2 separate regions of the Drosophila melanogaster genome follow, and region 1 is linked to region 2. Evidence: chromatin contacts called from public Hi-C data. All regions are on one chromosome and are shown on one strand. Each heading gives the region's core, a stretch centred on a gene start, on an enhancer-like site or on the middle of the called end of the contact. The rest is flanking DNA. Distances are from core to core; before and after follow the strand shown. Region 1 holds the start of Top1 (Topoisomerase 1). Region 2 holds the start of RpL37-1 (Ribosomal protein L37-1).

The links. Hi-C and Micro-C count contacts between places; a contact is called where the count stands out from the background.
Region 1: a contact with region 2 is called in a Hi-C map of the Kc167 cell line, with 4 times the contacts expected there. The contact joins the promoter of Top1 here to the promoter of RpL37-1 in region 2. A contact is called at or near these places in 9 of 107 Hi-C or Micro-C datasets (the D17-c3 cell line, the Kc167 cell line, embryo and 3 more) and 1 of 6 datasets of contacts at active chromatin or transcription factors (the Kc167 cell line).

Annotation. Positions count from the first base shown.
Region 1 is chrX:15,317,385-15,321,185 of dm6, reverse strand. It overlaps Top1 (Topoisomerase 1), which reads right to left and starts at 1,694. Exons shown (of 8, transcript NM_001014742.2): 1 at 1,379-1,694; 2 at 1-32. The coding sequence starts at 1,405. gce (germ cell-expressed bHLH-PAS) reads right to left here. Exons shown (of 10, transcript NM_001272637.2): 9 at 3,704-3,801; 10 at 2,112-3,573. The coding sequence ends at 3,421. mir-4957 (mir-4957 stem loop) reads left to right here and starts at 1,149; the gene lies at 1,149-1,232. It also overlaps asRNA:CR44961.
Region 2 is chrX:15,137,258-15,140,938 of dm6, reverse strand. It overlaps RpL37-1 (Ribosomal protein L37-1), which reads left to right and starts at 1,572. Exons shown (of 3, transcript NM_132777.3): 1 at 1,572-1,687; 2 at 1,825-1,960; 3 at 2,026-3,069. The coding sequence starts at 1,685. The coding sequence ends at 2,168. CG9095 reads left to right here. Exons shown (of 10, transcript NM_132778.2): 10 at 1-1,002. drd (drop dead) reads right to left here. Exons shown (of 9, transcript NM_001038756.2): 9 at 3,628-3,681.

The DNA.
Region 1 (3,801 bases), core at 445-2,944, 180 kb before region 2:
TCGCAGCTGCCACCATTTTGTATGTGGATGCTCTGCGGGCGCGAGAGAGATGGCGAGATGGAAGAAAGAAGAAAGGGAGATGGTATCAGTTAGTTAGTACGTATATATGTAGATGGACCAGCTGAAAAGTGAGAGTGAATCCGGGCCAGAAACCTGTGCATCCGTCATGTTGGCCCAACTGGTCGCTTGTGGATCTACTCGATTTCCTCTCGATTTCTGGCGATGATTGGCTATTATCTCGTGTCTATCCGCTCACCACGTGGTGAAAATCAACCCTAACAAATGCCGCGTAGGAAAATTCACTTTAAACTACCAGCAATGGGTTAATCGAAGAAGAAGAGCCGCCGAGCGATGGCGACAGGAAATTGAAAATTGTTTCCGAATCACTTGGAATAGGTTAATATATATTTAAAAAACACCTTGCCAAACAATGACACCCACACACGCACAAGAGTCGTTTAGAATACAGAAAATCGTTGCTTTTTTTTTACACTTTTTGCATTTTTTTTTTTTTTTTTAACAGCTACACACACAAACACATCCCCACGGGGTTATTGTTGTTATTGTGGTTGCATATTATTCATCCGGAGCATTTTCTAGTTAATGCTTTTATTTGTTTTTGGCTGTTTTGGGGTGGCACATCTGTCTTATCAGACGACGGAACACCTTCGTATATGTATGTGCATGTAGAAGTGTAATTGCAAAATGGGACACTTGCAATTACATATGTACATGAAAGCAGCGGTCCACAACCAACAACAACAACAACAACAGCAGCAAACACATGTGATATTATGTGTGTGGAAGAGGGCAGTGTGACCAAACTTGGTGGTAATCTACGAAGAACAGGGAAATTGAGACGCTATGCGAACGTAAATAAGGCAAGTTGCAGTGGAAATGCAGGGAAATGAGTTAGTTAAAGGGTGTTTTTGAGGGGGAAAAATGTGGAAAGGCAACGTTCGAGTGGCTGGTGAAAATACCAGTTTTGATTAAAATACCAGCCAGCTGCGGCCACACTGTGCCAAATACATTTCGTCTGCCTCGGCTCTTCCCCTCCCTGCTTCACACCATCCTTCACCTTTTCCCACTTGCATTGTCGCCATTTTCGTCAATTACCAAAAGACCTCTTCTTACTTTTTTTTCTCTGCTCGTTGTATTTTACGCACTCTGCTGGCAGCGCTGTCGGCGTCGCTGCCAGCTGCCAGCAGCGAGCGGTACACTTGCAACTATCCTGTGCACCCTACAATTATGCGGTTCAGAATTTAACTTGATTTTTTGGGACTGACAGGCAGGCTGCAGGCGGCAGGCAAAGTCCCCCCATTCAACACGTTTGCACATTACATAAAAAAGGAATGGATATTTCGTTTAGGGCACTTACATTTTCGGCAGCCACATCCCCACTCATTTTGCGGAACTCGCTTAGCGGTTTTTCTTTTATTTTATTCGTTCCTTTCTTTTCTTTTCACGCTTTTACACTGTTCGACTAAACTGTTCGTTAGGATTTTCAATAATTAGATGTTGGTGCTCCTTAAAGCGGTGACAGCGGCGGGGAAATAAAAGCGCACTGAAGTTTTTCGAAAAGGAGCAGCGTTTGGTGCTTTGGTCAATGCGAATGCCCTTGCTTTTTGGCTTCTTTGCGTTTTACGGAACGCAGCAGCCACGCAGTCTCCCCGATAGGCGATTGGTTCGGACAAGTAGCGACTGCTGCTATCGGAGAGCGATAGGCTGATAGTTCGGATTCGGACAGTGTGACCGTCGGTGCCCGTGTCGATACTAGCCTGTCGATAGATGTTCACTCTTTCTCGATAGTCTGAGCACTGAATTGATACGAAATCTAGAATAACTTTAAGAAAAAGCTAACTTTTTTTCACTTTCACAAAAGGGTTTTCCCCACTATTTGCTTAAATCACTGATTGTGGTAAATGCAGCGCCAAACGTTCAAAAAAAAAAAAATAAGCATTGAATGCCACAAAATGAAATATAAAACATTTAAAGAAATTATTTAACGTTCTGGCATCGAAGTAATTTATTACTTTCGTACAGCTCTTGCAATTATTATTTTGGAAGAAAAACAAATAAAACCACCGCCATAACTGCTTTATCATTGTTTTGTATGTAGGTACACAAGTTTATTCACTAATACATTAGTTTAATATTAATTTAGATAAAAAAAAAAACAAATGCATAACAAACATTTAACAGAGTTCTCATATTTTTGTCGCCTCAGCTTTTTCTGGTTTTTGTGGGTGTGTGTGTTTGTGTGTGTGTGTGGTTTCTTAACTTCCGTTTTTACGCTTTTACATCGATTTATTATTAGTTTACATCGAACCATATATGCATCTAATTATGTATACATTTGTGTAAATTGTACTTGGCTCACTTGCTACATATATGCAGTGCACCGTGCTTGGCCAAAATCCATCAATTCGTCCGGATTTATCTTAACCATAACAACATTAAACATCTATAAAAAGTGTTCGTACGGTAAATGTAATTAAACTATGCAACGCTTCCTTTTAGTGCGCGTATGAATATATTTGTTATATTTATGTATGTATGTATATATTACCTTTTCATGCGAAACTATGCCGATTTAAGTTTAGGTTTTAGTTTTAGATTTACGGTTGTTTCCATCTCGGTATTATGTATGTGTGTATGTAGTTGGTAACAGTCTTTTATCACGTTTAGTTTGGGCATTACGCACAACGTATGGTACATAGGTTTTTAATAGTATATTTCATTTAGCATAATAATTGTTTAAATCCTCCCATTTACGCTAATCATTACTTATATCATTATCTTAATCCTTTGTGGGTGTTTGTTGCCGTTTCCGCTTTCGATGCAAATTGACGTGACTCTTTTCTATTCATATTTGTTCTACCATCTTTTTGTTTTAGAAAATTGGGATCAGCAAATAACAAGTTGTGTTCAAAAGAATCAGCTGTGATTGGATTAAGCTACTAAATATGTATGTGTCTAACATTCTAAACGAAATCGGAAACGGAAACGGTAACGGTAACTAGTTCTACATGCATGTAAAAGTCCTTCTACGTGGGACAGGAAGTTAAAAACAACAAACTGAACAAACAGTGTATATATGTACATATATATATATATATATATATATATATGTGAGTGTGTGCATGTGGGCAGGGTATCTAAAGTATGCTTGTCTCAGGCTCACTCATAAGTTGGGGTTAAAGGTTATCTATCCGTATCTGTATCTGTACCTAAACTGTACCGCAGCAGTTACCCATCAGTTGACCGAACGAGAAGTAACCCTGAATTATTGGTTCTATTGGTTGGTACGAATTAGGGACACTTTGTATGTTGGGGCTTGAGCTGACTGCCAGGACAGTAGTTACATATCACATCGATGAAACCCTTCAGTCGAGACCCGATCGGGCGCTCTCCATCACTCTAGTCCTGGTCGTCCTCCTGAAGCGGCGGCGGCGGCTGCTCCTGATTCCGATCCGAATCCGATGACTTCCGGGTGCTTGCCTTATGCTGCAGCTGCACCTCGTACTCGCTCTTGATGTTCACATACAGTTCACTCTGCTTCTGGTGCTCCTGCTGCAAAAGGGTCACGAAAATACGGTCAGCATCAATCACAAACTGTGTGATTTCCAATCTCTCTCCTATATTTCATTTGCTTGTAATTTCATTTCAAGATTCTCGCTGTAATTGAATGCCAATAGCTTACCATGATCTCATCGAATCGCTGATTGGCATGGGGCAACTCGTATCGCTGACTCTGTTCCCGCAAATTCCTGGCCACATTGAGCTGCTGGGTAAGATTAC
Region 2 (3,681 bases), core at 323-2,822:
CATTTAACTTGCAAGTCAGTACTTAGCTATATAATCGTATGCTATGTTTATTTTTTGGGCTGAAACTCAGAAATCTTCGGAGACTTTAGAACCTTTGGTTAAAGAAATATACATTTGAGAACTTTTAGGAACAAACATTCCATAAATCTATACAAAAAAAAAACTTGAATCTCTTCTTGACAATTTGTTTAAATGTTTACCAAAACTTTGTGGTTTTTAAAGTCCCGGAGTTTCGGGTACGGTCCCATTTATAAGTATATATGCACTCGTGCTAAGATTTGGTCCGAACTCGTATAATTTATTCGCAAAGCTTTCATAAGGTTCTTAGTTAAATTTTCTTTATGAATTAGTTGTATGTAAAGGCGTGAAAAAGGGCAAAAAGGCGAGGCGTAGTAATTAGTTGCAAGGCACCACCAAGTCCACCCACATCCACACCTCCCCGAAGGTCACTCCACCCCATTTCCCCTTCACCCAGCAAGCAGATCACACAGCTGCAGCCAAATTATGTGCAACTTGGTTTCGTTTGAGGTCTCAAGCCCAATCGACTTGCTCATAGTCGCAAATTAGTTACGTAAACACTTACACTAGATAGAACTACCCATCCATTCCACAAGAAAAAATCCATAAAAAAAAATTCAAAAACAAATCACAAAACTCCAATCGGCAGCAGCAGCAACAGCAAATAATATCGTAGTACGCGTGCCACACCGAACATAGTGTATAAATATCTGCACAGGATCGAAAGAGTATATATATTATTATTAGCCCCAACTCACCAAGCTACACCATTTCATTATGTTTTTGTACCTACCCATTATATATCGCCCTGTATTTGTATTTCTAGAGTCTTGTAATTTGTAGATTTTGTTTTCGCGTGTGTATCGTCGAGCGGTCCAGTGCTAAAATGTCGCTCAGTATGCAATATTATTTGAATTTCGTGCATTATTTCCAATGTAAATAATAATAATTTATTTCATAAATAAAACAATGAATATTTTTACTAAACAAGATTTGGATTTTTACCTTTCTGGTTGGTTTTATTATTTCCAATAAACGAAGTTTGTAAATGAACGAAATACAAATCATACTTCAAAATTGGCGGGCAATAATAAGCGCCATCTATTGGCCTTTTGAAGGAACAGCTGATTTAACATATGGTGTCGCTGTTAAAATGCCAACTTGCCAAGTGCTGTTGTGCTATCGAAATGGCAGCCGATAGTAGTGCTGTTAGGCGCAAGTCCGCTGTTATGAGAAATTTATGTAATTGGTATTTTTTGATACGAGGCTGTTAATTTTGATAACTGTTGTAATAGAAACAATAATAGGTTCATTAAATCGGATACATTATGTGTTCTACAATTACGTAAAGTGGCTGTACATTAATGCAGTGTTTTTGTAGTTCAGTATATAATTAAATTTTCTATCCGTCTGGCAACTCTGCGGCTGCTAGGCCACCAAATGGCTACACCATAAATACCAACTTTCGGTATTTAAGCAACCCTGCGGACAAAAACTATCGATACTCGCGCAACGCGGCCACACTAATCTCTGCTCACCACCAGCGTCTCTTCTTCTTCCCTTTTCTTTTTGCTGCGCTTCCGGAGAAGTCGTCTTTGCTAGAAGCCACGTGCTAAATTTGTAGCTTGCAAGTTTCGTTCGATTCTTAAACCGTTCGCCACGAGAGATGGTGCGTACAATGTGCTCGTTAAACCGAAATACACTTGCCCTGCCAGCCAGGCAGCCTATTTCGAGTGTTTTCCCTTATATTTTTTTGAGTGTGCCGTGCAAGCCGAACTGCTAATACCCTGCGTGTTTCCATTACAGACGAAGGGTACCTCCAGCTTTGGTAAGCGCCACAATAAGACGCACACCCTGTGCCGTCGCTGTGGCCGCTCCTCCTACCACATCCAGAAGTCCACTTGCGCCCAGTGCGGCTACCCCGCCGCCAAGTTGCGTTCCTGTAAGTCAAGATGCCCCAATCCCCGCCCAGTAACCAGGTTAATAATTGTATTCTCCGCACACTAGACAACTGGTCCGTGAAGGCCAAGAGGAGGAAGACCACCGGCACCGGTCGCATGCAGCACCTGAAGGTTGTGCGCCGCCGTTTCCGCAACGGATTCCGCGAGGGCACCCAGGCCAAGCCCAAGAAGGCCGTGGCCAGCAAGTAGGAGGCTCTGTGTGTCCCAAGATGTATATCCCACACCGGGCTATATGGACGGAGATAGCAGCTGCTCCCTTAACCGCAGATAACGACAGCCTCCAGTTGATCAACGTGTACACACCATCTAAAATCCACTGAAAATGGCCCCTCAACATGGCTAATAAATCGCTCGAGCGCTAATAAATGAACGTTTTTTTTTATTAAGTGAAACTGGTGAATATTTTTTTATTGTTTGTGCAACAAAAGTGAAATGTGACCGAAAAGCGATCAAAAGATAGCGTGTAAATGGCCAAGATCCATAACCAAATGCTTGTAGGGCTGATTTCCTCGTGGTTTTCGCAAAAATTGTTAGTGTTCGCTGGTAGTCGAATACTTTTCCAGGGCAGGCTATCCACGTAGCTTTTATTGAAAACTAAAAAAGAACGCTTTAATAAACGCAGTATAGTCAGCTATAAAATCCAAGAGCTTCGGTAACTAAACCAAAAGCATGGCAATTCATACCACAGCTCAAATGTAAATGAAAATCGCTTTCTGTGCTATAAAAACTTCTAATTAGAATATATCGTTTCCAAAAACAGATTAAGAACCATATAAATCGTTCAAAGTTGCGAAAAACGTGTTCTCGCCATAAGATGATAGTTTCTGTTTACTATGAATTGTAATTCTTTGTTTTTAAACGTAGCCCCATATATGGTAAAACATATGATAGAACTGCAGACACAACAAAAATTATTAACTATATGTGCCTTGCTTCGATTTGTAGCAATTGAAATGGTTGCAGTTAGTACACGAGCAGTTATTCTACAATAATTCATAAAAAACACTTTAAATTGCCATTCTAAAAATGAAATATATATCTGACAAGATTCAACAGAAGCAAAACAGCAAACAATGGCCAAAATATTGACAATCTGTCTTAGAAATATACATTTGATATTTATAAATATTTATTTCCGTTTACATTTCCTAACGATTTAAGATCAAAACCTTTTACCTGCCACTTGCTTTAAACAAATTCTAGTTACAATCGGCTTAGGTAGCACGCAGAAATTAATATTTATTTAATTGGGGCTCATTTTGGTTTTCTTATGTGCATCAAATAGAAGCATAAAACAACAATTGTCTGCAACAAGCAATTTTCCATATAGCACACCTAGTACTGAATTACACAGAAAGCATAGGATTTTTTACAGAAGCTGTTTTGCTTTGCCACCAACACTACGGTAAAGGTATAGAATTTATTAGTATTAGAATTGAAATAAGTTTTCGTTCTTACAGTTTTATGGCATTGGTAATGGCGATCCAGTGGCTGTAAACCTTAACCAATTTTAACCGTGGCTACTCAAACTGTAGTCGGGCTTTTATCACATTTCAGTCACTCCAAAACTGTATGCTCTGAATTCGAATATTGCATACTTTCAGGAATTCATTCACACCAAACGTTTGCAAACGCTTAAAGGTTTTTTCGTAACATATTTATATATTTTATTAATTAAATTACCATTTAAAAACTGACATTC